Regions from separate parts of the Danio rerio genome. Here region 2 is linked to region 1. Evidence: chromatin contacts called from public Micro-C data. All regions are on one chromosome and are shown on one strand. Each heading gives the region's core, a stretch centred on a gene start, on an enhancer-like site or on the middle of the called end of the contact. The rest is flanking DNA. Distances are from core to core; before and after follow the strand shown.

What was found. Hi-C and Micro-C count contacts between places; a contact is called where the count stands out from the background.
Region 2: a contact with region 1 is called in a Micro-C map of caudal fin, with 3 times the contacts expected there. The contact joins the enhancer-like site here to the promoter of lrch1 in region 1. A contact is called at or near these places in 4 of 18 Hi-C or Micro-C datasets (caudal fin, hematopoietic stem cells, skeletal muscle and 1 more) and 1 of 4 datasets of contacts at active chromatin or transcription factors (caudal fin).

What each region holds. Positions count from the first base shown.
Region 1 is chr9:26,718,893-26,722,690 of GRCz12tu, forward strand. lrch1 (leucine-rich repeats and calponin homology (CH) domain containing 1) reads left to right here and starts at 2,158. Exons shown (of 20, transcript XR_012385369.1): 1 at 2,158-2,505. All of the region lies in intron 1 of rubcnl (rubicon like autophagy enhancer), which reads right to left.
Region 2 is chr9:26,776,630-26,780,427 of GRCz12tu, forward strand. It overlaps lrch1 (leucine-rich repeats and calponin homology (CH) domain containing 1), which reads left to right. Exons shown (of 20, transcript XR_012385369.1): 17 at 2,410-2,519; 18 at 2,693-2,830; 19 at 3,303-3,380. Among named protein-coding and RNA genes, the nearest start is that of esd, 28 kb to the right of the region's middle. Within about 2 kb of position 2,047, at least 22 of the 62 cell types and tissues checked have an H3K27ac peak or open chromatin away from gene starts, as enhancers often do. A contact at or near this core is called in caudal fin, where this site is marked.

The DNA.
Region 1 (3,798 bases), core at 908-3,407:
CTCACCCTAACCTGATTTTCAAACTTTTGAAGAATATACACTTTTCACTTAATATTTAAAAGTCAGTGGGCTTCACCACAAAAACTGACCCCATTGACTTTTAATGTAAAAGAGAGAGAGAGAGAGAAATTGATTTTCTTCTAACAAAGTAAAATTTAAAAAGTTATTTCCCCCAAAATGTTTTCTTCTGTTTTTTCTCAGAAGTCAGCGCGTTTTGACAGGTTTGGCATGACACGAGGTTTGGTAAAAGATGACAGGCTGCAGTTTCCCTTTTAAAATTTACAACTTCATTAATATGCAGATTGTAAACTATATATCCTTGTTTCTCTATTCTAATGCTTTTGATTATGTTGTGATCTAACAAAGAGATAAAATCCAGCAAAACTCACCATATCTTGTTTGAGTAACCTGGAGAGAAGTTGAAGCTTTCATTTATGATATGATCTGATTCGCTGCAAGCAGTTTCACTTCCTTGGTCTCTAAATATGAGCCAATGTGCGAATTCTTTAGAAAAGCAGAACATGCAGTGTCTTGCCTGCTTGATTAGAATACTAATGCAGCATACTAAATTACTGAAATAAGGGCAATAATAAAGTGTTCAAATGATTTCATTAGGTTTTATTTAAAATGTTTTGCTTTAAAGTTCTTTTAGTTGTCTTTTTTGGGTCATTAAAGTCATTAAGACACAGTAACTTTAATCTTAAATAGTTTTACTTTCTCATATACACAAATATACTTCATTTTCCTTTGGCTTAGTCTCTTTATTCATTATATGTTTTACACAGTGAATGCTCTTCCAGCTGCAACCCAGTACTGGGAAACATGCATACACACTCATACACTACAGCCAATTTAGTTTATTTAGTTCACCTATAGAGCATATCTTTGGACTGGGGGAAACCGGAGCACCTGGAGGAAGCCCACGCCAACATTGGAAGAACATGCAAACTCCACACAGAAACCAAATGCCCAGCCAGGGCTCGAACCAGCAACCTTCTTGCTCTCCCTTTGTTTCCTTGGTTTTCCTCAATCCAAAGATATGCACTAAAGGTGAAATGAATAAACTAAATTGGCCTTAATGTATGTATCTGCATGTCAGAGTGTATGGGTGTTTCCCAGTACTGGGTTACGGTTGGATAAGCATCCACTGTGTAAAACATATGCTGGATAAGTTGGCGGTCCATTCCGCTGTGGTGAACCCTGATTAATAAAGGGACTAAGCCAAAAAGAAAATGAATGAATGAATGAATGAAATATATATATATATATATATATATATATATATATATATATATATATATATATATATGTGTGTGTGTGTGCGTATATGTGTGTGTGTGTGTTTTATATTATGACTATTTTTGCTATATATTTTATTTTATATTAATATAGAGTAATTAACTTTAGAAAAGGGGCAAAGAAGTGGGCAGTAGGTAGTGCTGTCGCCTCACAGCAAGAGGGTCGCTGGGTTGCTGGTTCGAACCTCGTGTGGAGTTTGCATATTCTCACTGCGTTCGGGTGGGTTTCCTCCAGGTGCTACAGTTTCCCCCACAGTTCAAATACATGGGGTACAGGGGTATTGGGTAGGCTAAATTGTCTGCTGTGTGTGTGTGTGTGTGTGTGTGTGTGTGTGTGTGTGTGTGTGTGTGTGTGTGTGTGTGTGTGTGTGTGTGTGTGTGTGTGTGTGTGTGTCTGTGTGTGTGTGTTTGTTTCCCAGAGATGGGTTGCGGCTGGAAAGGCATCCGCTGTGTAAAAACGTGCTGGATAAGTTGGCGGTTCATTCCACTGTGGCAACCCTGGATTAATAAAGGGATTAAGCCAACAAGAAAATGAATGAATGAATGAACTTTAGAAATAAAATCTTAAAGTGATTTATTTTTAAAGTTTTATGCGGAGAGCATGCATAGATCCATAGTGTGCTTAATATCACTGAACTGTGCGTAAAACAATGAAATGAATTCCATTAAGTAAAATCATCCCCATTTTTTTACGTATCTTCATACACTAAACTTCAATATCATCACTGCATGACATATTATTGCACCACGGTTTGCTGTTCCAGTGAACGTACAGCAGATGCCGCTGCAGTGAAGCCCAGTAAACCCGTTATTGGCACGAGCTCAGATCCATAAACAAACTGCGCAGACGCGTCATAATGGACAGCCAGAAAGCGCACTAGGAGGAAATTCACCTACAGCTTTAGAGAGCAGAGCATTTTCAGCGGGATTTACAGATAGTAGAGTTTTTCGACGAGCTTTTTCCCCGACGGGGCGAATATGGCGACGCTGGGACCGGAGCCCCGTCCTCTTTCCCAGCTGCCTTCTGCCGCATTACAGACGAACCTGAGCGGACTGGGCTCCAGCACGAACCTGCCCCTCAACCGAGGCTTGGAGAGAGCGTTGGAGGATGCGGCGAACTCTGGATTTCTGAACCTCAGTACAAGGAAACTGAAAGAATTCCCTCGGACTGCATCAAATTATGACCTGACGGATACGGTTGAAGCAGGTAAAGTGAAGTGATGCTGTGTTTGTGTTTAGTAGCACGCTGTGTGCGCGCGCGCTCTCTCCGTCAGATGCGCTCAGAATAGTTTCAAACGGGAATGTTGCCCATAATGAGTTGTTTTTTTGTCGCATTTTTACCACTAAGTTTGGGATTTTCATAAGTTTCATTACACAGCTCAAAGTCAACAGAATCAGATGAAACGTTGTGTCAGCTTGTGTATAAAATGTTACAGAGTATGTTGCTGACAGGACAGTGCTGATGTGGGCAACTTTAGTTGAATCCAGATGCGTTTCTAACGCCCTGGACGGAACTTTGATGATGTGACGGACGTTGTTATTGTCGCGCTGGACTGTCCGCGTACAAGACTTCCTATTTGACCAGCTTGTGCACATAATGAGTACTATGGAAATCCCCTTACACTCATGACAGGAGATTTCATTTCCATTTCTGGAGTTCAGAAGAGCACAGCCTACGAAATGAAAATGAATCCATTCGTGGGTTTTGTTTTGAAACGGGAACCCTGAAGGCTGATGTTCACAGGGTCTGCTGGGATTAGTTCTATTGTTTACTTACTACACGGCGTGAATAATTAACTTGCAGCTGTTACGTCATTGAGGATGCACTGAGGAAACATTTGTGCATGACCTCAAAATATTACAAGCTAACTTAAAAAATATTAGGCAAAATGATTATTTAGTGGTTTAATCTGTATAGTACATTAGTGAGTTGGTGAATCATCAACTAGCCAACTTTGCCATCTTTCTTTTGTAGAATTAGAAATAGGTTAGATGTTCTGAGTTGAGGCAGTGTTTCTTGTGTGATGAATGAGCTACTGAATTATTCACTCAACCATTTTGTCAATGTTCAAAGTAAACATTTTTTTTTAACTATTTCTCCTTCCGATTATAATAATATAAAGAAAACAGCACCTGAGCCAAGTGGTGTTGAGATTTTTTGACAAACCGTTGGTAAATACATAAGAAGTAAAGTTTAAATTACAGTATGTAATAGTGGATACAGACATTTTTTTTTTTTTTACAATTTGTTTATTTGGAAACACAAAAACATGTTCAGTGTTAACAAGTCCATATTCATAATTTATCCTATAAATAAATAAATAAATAAATAAATAAATAAATATATATATATATATATATATATATATATATATATATATATATATATATATATATATATATATATATATAAAATATATATTCCATAATGTAGATCTTACTCTGAACGGTTCATCCCTGAATGTTTAGTTATTTGACCTCTTAATGAAACAATATGTAA
Region 2 (3,798 bases), core at 797-3,296, 58 kb after region 1:
CAAAGGCAACCTGGGGTGCTGAAGTATAATTGGCTAAAGTGGCAGTGGACAATTTAAAAGAACCAAAACAAAGAGCGTTTTGGCACGTAATAGACATTTTCAATGCAGAATATCTGACTTCAGCATCGTTTTTCAGATAAACAAGAATGTTCACTTGGCATGTTTCTTAAATATCTGCAAACATACTATGGTATTTTTATGCTTTAGAAGAGTCAAAAACTTACACATAGCTCCTTTAAACAGTAAAAAAAATTAACATTTATAAACCCTAACCCTAATTTTGTTCCAAATCTGCATGATAGTCTTTTTATCTGAGGAATACACAGGAAGATATAATGAAGATTGATAGTAGCCAAACTGTGGTGTTGAACAATTATGTCTCCTTTTAGTCTCCACTGTAGAAATTAAATCAAATAGTTTTGTAATTACTATAATGTCAATAAAGACAAGTTTGCATGAAGTTCAGTATCATGTCTAAGTCAGTCACCAATGCGTTGACAAAACCTTTGCATCTAAAAATGCCTCTAAGATTTTTAATGTAGCATTCAATGGGCTTTCATTCACAGGAGTGAGAGGGGATCTGAAGGGGCTGAAATTTGGGGTGGCCCAGTGGCTTTAAATGGAGCTGTGTGTATTTATAGAGCTGCTATTTTGAAGAGCTAGATAATGGCCCCAGAGGGAAAATCAGACCTCCATTTAAGTGGAAATGCTTTCAGAGGATGAAAAATGGACGGGAGACGTGTACTTACTCACCGTCTTATGAGAAAAAAAGAGGAAGAGGGAGTGATGGAAAGAAAAAAACAATATCTGTACCAATGGGCTGTATTCAACTTTAAAATATGAGGAGGACAAAGTGGATTCTGATGGCTTTCATGTCTGTAAACAAAATGAACAGAGAAGATAACATTCTTATTGGTAGTTAAAATCAAAATCATATGCAAACAAGCCCTTTGTAAATAATGTGTTGAGATTATACAGAGATTTACTTTTGACCAAAAGGGCCATTTTGGTATAGAAGTTGTAACTTATTTTGTACAGTTGTACAGTTTTGTTCTTTTGTTTTTGACCTGTTTGTCCATAACCTTCTGGAATACTTGATGTCTACATGCACAGTGTAATAGTAAAAGCCTGAATAAAGCTGGAGTTAGAGATGTGCGCTGCTCAAGTCATGAGAAAATTACTTTGCTTTAAAAGTAAATTGTTTAAATTGTGTCAATACCTTCAAAAAAGGATAGCTTTCAGACAGTTTTCTCCAAGAACAGCACTTTTTGCTATTTGGTAAACAAACATGAATTCCTGTGATGGGCTGTCAGAAACAGGAGAAATTCAATGTAAAAAAAAAAAAAACTAATAAAACACTAGCATTCATTCAATTAAATAAGTGTGTCCTAAAGCACACTTAAATGCTTTAGACTTTCCTCTATAGCATGTGAGATTTTTTTTCTTTGTTGTTGTTGTTGTAAACAGATAAGCTGTTTAAAAGGGGATTTGATTTTCAATAGATTTGTTTCAAAATTAGCTATTTACCCCTGAATATTTTTTTTTAAGTGGCTACAAACATTTGCTGAACATAAAGAAAGGTATTATCAGAAATATTGGAAACTGGACGACATTTACATCGATAGTTACGATCAGCTACCAGTTTCTAACAATCTTCAAACTACATTATTTTTTGTTCAGAGAAGAAAGTAACTCATACAGTCATTTATTTATTTAACAAATAAGGACCCCCTACTACCAATAGGAGGTTTTGACAGATGTCAGATTTAGCCCATATTAGGATACAAATATGGGCCGGAAAATAGGTTTAATAAGGTACGAACAAGCACTCTTTTTCCTAATGCTGCCCAGAGACGTCAAGCATGTGCTTGCTTTATTACGTCAATGTCCAAGCACAGACACACTGCTTCAGGGCTTTAAACTCAGACAACAAAAAAGAGGGAGGAATGTTCTGGAATAACATCCTTTTAGTGCTCCCTTCATACTGTCCTTTTCCTTTCATTTCTTCACAGGATGAGTAGTTATGCAACTACAGCAGCACGCTCTGATGTGTGGAATGATACATTGTGCTCTTGTCTTTCTCAATATTCCTCTCTCTCTCTCTATCATGTCCACTGCTCCCCCTTCAGGGGAAATATTGTAAAATGAACAGCATTTCAGTCTCTTTAGAATTAGGGAGTGTTATTATGAGGAAAGAACTTAATAAATGTTTCTTGTTGGTTAAGAAGCATTAAGCCAGCATCTATTAACTGTTTTAGTCTCTTCATGTTGAATTGCCACATGTAACTTAAAGCTTTTGAGTTTGAGCATTCCATGATTGAAAATTAATGGTGTGTTTTTATTTTTGTGAATGTGATAGGAGATATAAGGTGCTGTGTGCAGACTGGTGACGCTTCAGTTGTGTGACAGTGTTTTTCAGGACGCACAAGACTCTGGAATCTGTGGATCCTCAGTTCACCATGAGGAGAAAGATGGAGCAGCTAAGAGAAGAGCTGGAGCTCACAGAGCAACTTCGAGAGGTGCACAGACATTCTCATATAAAAAAGATGTGTGTTTTAAATATATTAGTTGAGATAAAGTTGACAGAATATATAGCAATACAGTGACCCCACAGGGGACATGAAACACACATTTATATATATTTACAAATGAGGTTGAATGTAGAATGTTAACTCAATGTTGTTTTTGACAGAGTATTGAGAGCAGACTGAAAGTGGTTCTTCCTGAGGATCTGGGATGCTCTCTCAGTGACGGGGTCGTGCTTTGTCACCTAGTCAATCACATTCGGCCGCGATCAGTTGGCAGTATTCATGTACCATCACCTGCAGTGGTGAGACATCCTTGAATTATCCATAAAGCATACACACTAACATCGTGGGTCACCTTTTGGGGTGACTGATTTTTCCAGTTTTTTTATTTTTATGAAAGGCTCTAAGTGTGCTATATGTATTTGATTAAAAATACAATAAAATAAAAACTGTATTAGTGTGAAAAACTATTTTAGATTTTAAATAAAACTTATCAATTGAAGTAGAAGTGAAAATCAAAACATTTTATGGCAAAGCTGAATTTTCATTACGCCAGTTTTCAGTGTTACATTATACTTTGGAGACCTTATAATAAGCTGATAAAGACCTGAAGAATCATTTCTTGTTATTATGAATGTTGAGAACAGCTTAATATTTTTACTGAGATTTTAATTGTAATCAAAGAAGTCACTTTCTGTTAATCAGTGTTTTTTTTCTCTCTCTCTTTTCTTTGTACCCTCTGTCATCTCTGCATGAACAATGTTAAACCTCCAGCCCAAGCTTAGCATGGCTAAATGTCGCAGAAACGTTGAAAATTTCTTGGATGCCTGCAGAAAAATGGGAGTCCCTGAGGTGAATATTTTTTATTTTTTTATTAAATTCTTTTGGTGAATGCCAAATGAACTAGATCTGTTTTTCAAGGACCACTGTTGTACAGACTTTGCTGTACTTGTCTCTCATGTACTGTCCTATGTAGCATTCATTTACTGACAGACTATTTATATGTAAATGAAAAAGTGTTGAAAGCTTTTAGAAGAGAAGTTCATCACAGATCAAAAAATACATTTTAGCATGATTGAATGAAACCAATCATAATTAAAGAAAACAGCTCTTTTCCTATTATATTTCATTTGTAAAATGTCATTTTTAAGTTTGATCTTGACAAACAGCTTCTAACATTGCATTTATAGTTTTAAATACCTGTTTTGTATTCATGTTATCTACTTGAGGAATACTGTAACTGCCCTGAGGCATGACCGCCAACTGTCAT